2 separate regions of the Mus musculus genome follow, and region 2 is linked to region 1. A link is a contact called in public promoter capture Hi-C data. All regions are on one chromosome and are shown on one strand. Each heading gives the region's core, a stretch centred on a gene start, on an enhancer-like site or on the middle of the called end of the contact. The rest is flanking DNA. Distances are from core to core; before and after follow the strand shown.

Region 1 (3,826 bases), core at 364-2,863:
GCCACACACTAATCCAGAGCTTGGGGAACAGCAAGGAGGAAGGCAGATAAGAACAGTGACGTGAACAAGACACTTTGAAATGATATGGACAATTAATTAGAATAGTGTTCTAGGGTAGACTCTTCTCCATACATCTTGGGTAAGAAGGTGACATTTGAGAACCTAAGGTGGAAATAATCGTGACATCTTAAGAGGAGCAGGATGAGATGGATATGGTAAACAAAGTAAGATGTGGCCCCAGATGAGATCAGAGAGAGGAAAGGAGTGGTTCCATAGTCCCTGGGAGTCTATTCTGATAGGGTGTCAGTCAAGAACTGTAAGCCAGCGAATGAAAACATTTCTGTAGACATTATAAAAAGCCCAGGTAAAATTAGAGAAAGAAAACAAAACATAAAACAAAACCTAACCATATAACTAGGATCTTTCCCCCTCATAATCTATTTGTTAATTGTGCTGCCAGGGACAGTTCATGAAAAGTTTAACCATTTGTAAAATCATGAGTAAGCACTTTTGGTAAAATTGTACCTGAGCCAGGTGGTGGTGGTGGCGCACACCTTTAATCCCAGCACTTGGGAGGCAGAGGCAGGCAGATTTCTGAATTCAAGGCCAGCCTGGACTATAGAGTGAGTTCCAGGACAGCCAGGGCTACACAGAGAAACCCTGTCTCAAAAAACAAAAAAAAAAAAAAAATTGTACCTGAATGAAAAGTTCACTCCATTAGCAGATATCCCTCTTTTTAGTCAACTATTCTAATATATGATAAGGCAATAAGTGTATATCTTTTTATTATATTGTAGAGAAAGTTTTTATTTTTGTTAAGTTTGTTTGTTTGTGGGTTTTGGAGATAGGGTTTCTCTGTGTAGCCCTGGCTGTTCTGGAACTTACTCTGTAGACCAGGCTGGCCTCCTAAATACTGGGACTAAAGGTGTGCACCACCACCTCCTGGCAAATTAATACTTTTTAAAGGTTTCTATTAGATGCCTTTAAAAAGAAGAGATGACAGAGTGGGTAAAGGCCAGACTAGCTGAATCAGCAATCTCTGGGTACAATTGAGAGACCCTGTCTCAGTTTGTAAGGTAGAGAACAACACACACACACATTCACATACTTGCAAACCATATATATGAAAGGCCCGTGTAGAGAATGGGTTGTGAAGGGCAGGGAAACCTGAGCTCAGAAGGAGTGTTGCTGTGGTGTTGGCTAAGGTGAGATTGGTTAAGACATTTGCAGTGAGAAGGCTCTCTCCATTTATTGAATGCTTATTTTGTAGTTGGAGTCTTCACCCTTGTAAAATGTACATGATGTCTTGAAAAGGGAGCTGGTATTGAGGCAAGAAAGAGATTTTTAGTGTGAGTCGATGGCTGGTCTGAACCGAGGACTGGGAAGCTTTGGTGGAGGAAGTAATTTTTGTTTTGTTTTGGCCATGTTAAGTTTGAGACGGCTGGTTAGGTGTTTCAAGTGGCAATTGTGGGTGGACACATGGTTAAACTAGTATCAAGTTCACAGAAACTTAGTCTTTGTTATTTTATGTATATGAGCATTATGTCTACATGTGTGCCTGCTTGATCACATGTGTGCCTAGTGGCCACAGAGGCCACACAGGGCATCAGATTTCCTGGAACTGGAGTTGCAGGCAGTTGTGAGATTCCATGTGGATTCCAGGAATCAAATCTGGGTCCTCTGAAATAGCAGCAAGTGCTGTGGTTGCTGAGCCATTTCTCCAGGACCCCTCTCCCCCTAATTTCTATTTTTTTAAAAAATAAACCCTAAAATTTCATTTGTCATTTGTGTGTATACACACTCATGTGTATGTACATGTGCTATAGCAAACACACAGAGTTCCAGAAGTCAGGTCACTCCTTCCACCATGTGGAATCCCAGGAATTTAACTCAGGTTGTCAGGCTTGGTGGCCTTAATTCCTGATTCTAGACTTAATTTCTTGAGAGGTAAATCAGGAGTTATTGCCAAATACATGATAATTCCTTATTGTTTGTGGGTCTTTATACTTCTCCCAGGTGGGTAATTTCCTGGGAGGTATCATGGTTGTTAGGTTTTATTGCGCTCAGGGATACAGAACAGTCAGCAAAGGGGAGAGGTGCATGGGTAATTGTGACAGGAGGTGGGAAGGGACTCAGCACCCAGAGCCTCCTCTAGGATTTGTGGAGGGTGCTTTTGTCACTGTTCCTGCAGAGTAAGTAGGCATTCACTTAGAGCCATGTTGTTCACACAAGTGAGGCACCCAGATCATTTGGGAGTGGAGAGTGTCCTGATCCCCACTTCCACCCTCACCCCAATCTCCAGGTCCGCTCCTGTCTTAGCTTTCTGTCACGGTGGAAGAATGCCAGAGAGAAACAAGGGAGTAAGGATGTAGCTGGGCTCATGGTTGCAAAGGCTTCAGTTCATGCTGCCAGCTCCTCCTCTTCTGGGCTGCAGGGAAGCAGAGCATCACAGCAGAAAGTGTGTGATTGAGCCTCTTGATGGCTTAGTGGCAAATATTTTAAAAACACTTTTCACTTAGATAGCTCTCATATACACATTATTATTTATTTGTTTGTTTTGTTTTGGAGACAAGTTTTCATGCTGCCCAAACTAGCCTTCAAAGAATTTGTGTGGTCAGGAATGGCTTTGAATGGATTCTCCAGCCTTCCCCCTTGAGTCCTGAGATTGCAGGCATGGACCACCATGCCCAGTTTATGCACTGCTGGGGATCAAACTCAGGGCTTTGTACATTCGAGGCAAGCACATTGCCAAATGCTATACATCCCCAGCCTCAAGAATCTCAGTGAACCTGGGAAAGTAGTGCCCCATCTTTTGTCAACTGCTTTCCTGCTCTAGCCACATCTGATTTTAGGTACCACAATGATGTCTACTTCACCGCAGTGCCTTACTTGAAAACCAGTTTGTTTAATTTATGACTTGAATTACTTTGATGCAAAAGAGTTGGAAGTCAAGTATATTTATATAAAAATTTTAAAAATTCATTTAAAAAAAGATTGATTCAGCCAATATGGTGTCTGTGAAAACAAGCCCCTTCTCGGAGGCTTCAAGTTACCTTCAGATGGGAAGAATAAACAGGTCTCCTGTGCAGCAGGTGAGAGGGATGGGTCGTGTGAAACCCATGAAGGAGCAAGAAGTGCCAGTCTTTGGGACTGGGGAGCTGCTGCTGGAGAGACAGGAAGGACAGACCTGAGGCCACCTGAGGCATAGCTGACTTAGGCTCTAAGCCTGATGACCAGAGTGGATAGGTGAGGTCAGAAAGCCTCAAGGGCTTTGTATGGACTTTGTTCTGAGAAGAATGGAAAGAAACAAGAGATGCCTTCCCATGGCAGCTAGAATTACTTTATTCAAACTGGAGAGTAGGCTGTAGGAGTGCAAGACTGGAAGCCGGGAGAGCAGTAATGAGGCTATCAGAGAAACCAGCGGAGGGCTGCCCCTTGGGCCGGGTTGTTGGCAGAGGACAGGGTGAGAGTAACTAATTTCTGCATACACTGTGAAGAAAGAGAGTGTCTTAGCATAAACCATAGAGTGCTTGCTTATAGCTGAGCTCTTTAAGATGTAGCAGAAGGGTTTCCCTGTTTCCCTAGGACTTACCTCTGAGTTAGAAAAAAAATTAACTTATACATTTCCTGACTTAGTACTTTGATCTCATTTCAGTGGACTTGCTACTAGTAATTTGTAAGTAGGACACTTGGCCAGACCAGGCTGAGTGTTAGCATAAGCTTCACAGAAGTGCTGTCAGTGCAGAAGGTGGGTATAGTTCCTGTCTGTTGAATTTGGTATTCTTGATGTTGTTAGTAAAGATACTTGACTTCAACCCTAAGATGT
Region 2 (3,924 bases), core at 20-2,519, 270 kb after region 1:
AGGGAGCTCTAACCCTCAAAGCTTCAACATGTTCAACACAAAGAGGTTTCACAGGGAGAGAACAGACTAGACTGTGGGCAGGAAGGCTACCCATTTCTCGCAGTTTTCATGGCCCTGGGTGTGAGTCACTTTTATTTTCCTCTTACTTTCTGGCTGTGGAGCGCTTCAGTTTGGCCTCACATGCATGGGTGCTTTGTTCATGCCTTAGTATTATTCCACAGAGCCTCTGCCTCCTGCGTGCATTAGCTTTACATGCTTAGGGCTTTTCCGTGTCAACCCTCGGGGCAGTTCAGGGGAGTTGTGTTAGTTTATACTCAGGAGGAAAGGCTAAAGAGGACAGGCACTGCATGCTCTGGTGTAGTGCGAGGGTCCCTGAGGCTCTCTATTCTGTAAACCTTAGAGTGCTTATCGGGCAACATCTTTATCATAAGCTGCATTTAGAATCCTGGCACTGGGAAAGTAGAAAGGGCTTGAAGAGGATCAAGAGTTCAAGACCAACCTGGGCTACATAGGAAGACCCCCCTCCCCCATCTCAAAAAAAAAAAAAGAGAGAGAGAGAGAGAGAGGAAGGAAGGAAGGAAGAGAGAGAGAGAGAAAGAAAAGAGAAACAGAAGAATTTTCTAGAATGCAGGGAAACGGGGCACACGTGATCCTCACAAAAGGTAAAAGAGAAAGCAGAATTGGAAGGGTGACACGGCCAAGCCCAACTCTCAGAAGACAGGCACCGTCCCTCTCCCCTGCCGCCTTAGCCGGTGCTCACTCCTCTGCCCGGGTCATGCAGCGCAAGGCAGCTGACACATTAGAACTCGGACTGTTATGTACAGCAAGTTCCAGCTAGGGTCATGGGGCATCAGGATGTTCTGAGAGCTTTCGGGTGGTGTTTGGTTTGGCGTGGTGCTGGAAAGATATGCCAAGCTGCTGTTCAGACAGCTATCCCATTGCAAGGTTGGGAGGAGAAGTCCCTATTTAAACAAACAGTTAAAAGAACGGAGAGCAGGGGAAGACAATCCTACTTTTCCTTCCTGCTTTCATGGGCTGGGCTGTGACCCTGAGTGAACCTCAAATTCCTGTCTGTGACACCAGGCCTTCCTAGCAGAGAGTCAAGAAGGTTGGCAGAGGCAATGCAGAACCTCCAGAGAGTGTGGGGTTTCCCCCTTCTCCATGCAGGGGAGAATGGGAGTGGCTTATCCCCTTGGCACCAGGCCTGCCCTCCTAACCTGTGCAGTGATCACAACAATGACCCTCCCCCACCCCCCACCTCCCACCCCTGTGGTGTCGCAAGAGGGTTCCAGTCAGTGGGCCTCTCTTTCCCTGGGCCTCTCTTTCCTGCTCCCAGGAGCCCGCCCTCCCTCAAGAACCGCCCCCTAGCCCTGGGCCTTGACTAGTTAAGAACACCAGAGCCAGCCCACTCTGTCACAGTCCTCACTCCCCCACGGAGCATCCAGGATGAAGGCTGGGACTGGACCTCTGCTCTCTACATTGCTGGGGCTGCTGTTCCTGTCCATACAGGGAACTGGCGGTGTCAACCCCGGTGTGGTGGCCAGGATCACCGACAAGGGCCTGGCCTACGGTAAGAAGCCATAATATAGGCTGGCCAAGGAGGCGGGACACCAGGCACAGCCTGGATGTGAAGGGCATTGTCCCTCTGGTAGGGAGTCTGCTATACGGGTATGTGGCAATAGCTGCCATCTGGCTGGTCACTCTCCAGATATGTGACCTCAGCCCATAGCTTGTATTTTGAGGGCTGGGGGGAAGGTTTGGGGTCCAGCAGCTGAAGCAGGAGGTAAGAGAGATAAGCAGGTAGCAGTGGGCAGATAGGCTGGGAAGAGAAGGCAGACAGCCGAGGTAAACAGCCCCACACAGCAGCTGGAACCAGTTCTTTGGAAGAGTCTTGGTGGAATTTGAAACCATCACCTAAAACCACAAATCCTAAGTGAAGGCAGTTAGAGACTGGGAGGGCCAAGCAAGGCTACGGACGGGGATGGGATGTGCCCCCTTGGCATCTGAGTGGCAGTCATGTGACTTACCAAACATTAAAACTTATTGATCAGTGATTGCTTCAAGGTGAGCACTCCTTAGGTACCTTTATGCATGTCACTCCCAACTTCCCTCCCTCCCTCCTTCCTTCCTTCCTTCCTTCCTTCCTCCCTTCCTTTTTAAATGTTCATGTATTGCTGTCCTGGGAATTGCACATGCTAGGCAGGTACTTCATCACAGAGCTATGGCCGCAGCTGCACCTTCTCTTTTTTGTTTTTGAATTTTGGACAGCAACTCCCTAACTTACCCAGGCTAGCTTTGAACTCACACTATAGGTAAGGCAGGTCTTGAACTTGTGATTCTCCTGCCTCAGCCTCCTAAAGTAGCCTGGGTTCCATTTCTGCAACACCAGGCTTGATCCAACTTGACAAACTAAGAAAAGGTATTTAACAAGCTACTGAGAGTGACACAGAATTATCGTGTCCAAGGGGTGAGGGAGCTGGGATGTTTGTACAGCCCAGACCTATCACTTCGGTAGAGCCTCCATTGCCTAATCTAATGGAGGTCATAACACTGCTTCAGTTGAGTAGGGATAGTGGGATCTAAAACAGGCTATGGACAGAAGGGAAAATCAGGGAGGGCTTCCAGGGGGAGGCAAAGTAGAACCAGCAATAAGAACTAGCCAGGGACAAAGGGTGTCGTTCCATCAGAGGGATCCTGCCATATACACCCTAAAGAGGAGGTCTCATTGAAAAGGGTGAAAATGGATGTCACTAGTGACCTGTGTGCACTGCCTGGCTGGGTGCAGACTCCTATCAGGACACAGAGCGGGGCCACAAATAGCATTTGTTTGGGAACCCCAAGTCAGGGACATTTGTCTTCTGCCCCATTCCCTGGGCACATGTGCCAAGTGTGGGCACCCAGTGCTGGTTGTGTGGTTCTTTCCACACTTTTAGTAACATTAACCCTCCTTTGTTGTTCTGGGCATTAACTGAACATCTACTGTATGCCAGCCACGAGCTGCGAGCGCCTTTTCTGCTCGACAGGCCAGGCTCTGGGCTCCATAACGCCCATGAGAAAGTGATGCCTGGGAACTTGTTCAAAGCCACTTGGTTAGAAAACTGCCACAGGCAGGATTCTAGCCCTGAAATTCTCCAGTGATGTCTACACAGACCTAGTACTAAGGAGGACAAAAAAGAGGGCCACACCCAGGCACTCAGCACGCCTTTTCTTGGCATGTAGTTGGTAAAGGCCTCTCTGTTCTCGCCTGTAAAATGAGCCCACCCCCTGACAACCCTGCAGGAGGCGATGTGTACCTCCTGCCTTCTGTGCTGCCTGGTGTGAGTGGGCTCCGCAGCCTGTGCTGTGACTGCCGGCAGAAAGCTTCTCTAGCCAGGGATGATGGGAGCAACTGAAGAATTTGGAGCACAGGGCAAGAGGCATGGTGGCCAGACTGACCTCAGTTTTTCCTTGTCTGCAGCGGCCAAGGAGGGGCTGGTGGCTCTGCAGAGAGAGCTGTACAAGATCACACTACCGGACTTCAGCGGGGACTTCAAGATCAAGGCCGTGGGTCGTGGGCAGTACGAGTTTCATAGGTGACTGGAGAGGGGACAAAGCCCAGGAGTGGGACCTGGAAACCTCTTGGGTCAGGCAGTGGGGGGGGGGGGGGGCTTCAGATGGGCTTTCTCAGGGGGAGCTGGATCCCTGCATTCAACACACAGCAGTGTGAATGCCTCCTGAGTGTGTGGCCTGAGTCTCAGTTTCCTCATCTGTATAATGGAACTGATTGATGCTGCCCTCTCCCTCAGGGTGTTAATTCAGGACCTGGCTACTTTGAGTGACCTGGAAGGGAAGATAGGCTTAGAACTTAAAATGAAGTGTCCTGAACACTAACACTGCCTTTTGTGGATGGTGCAATCAGGGAAGGCTTCCCAGAGGAGGGAGCAC

What was found. Promoter capture Hi-C pulls out the DNA fragments that hold promoters and counts their contacts.
Region 2: a promoter capture Hi-C map of liver shows a contact between it and region 1. The contact joins the promoter of Lbp here to the enhancer-like site in region 1. A contact is called at or near these places in 8 of 39 promoter capture datasets (the 3T3-L1 cell line, 3T3-L1-derived adipocytes, embryonic stem cells and 4 more), 1 of 484 Hi-C or Micro-C datasets (bone marrow-derived macrophages) and 3 of 9 other capture datasets (adipose tissue, liver and pancreatic islet).

Annotation. Positions count from the first base shown.
Region 1 is chr2:158,038,253-158,042,078 of GRCm38.p6, forward strand. All of the region lies in intron 2 of Rprd1b (regulation of nuclear pre-mRNA domain containing 1B), which reads left to right. Among named protein-coding and RNA genes, the nearest start is that of Rprd1b, 12 kb to the left of the region's middle. Within about 2 kb of position 1,614, at least 2 of the 459 cell types and tissues checked have an H3K27ac peak or open chromatin away from gene starts, as enhancers often do. A contact at or near this core is called in liver, where this site is marked.
Region 2 is chr2:158,305,224-158,309,147 of GRCm38.p6, forward strand. Lbp (lipopolysaccharide binding protein) reads left to right here and starts at 1,270. Exons shown (of 15, transcript NM_008489.2): 1 at 1,270-1,570; 2 at 3,458-3,572. The coding sequence starts at 1,447.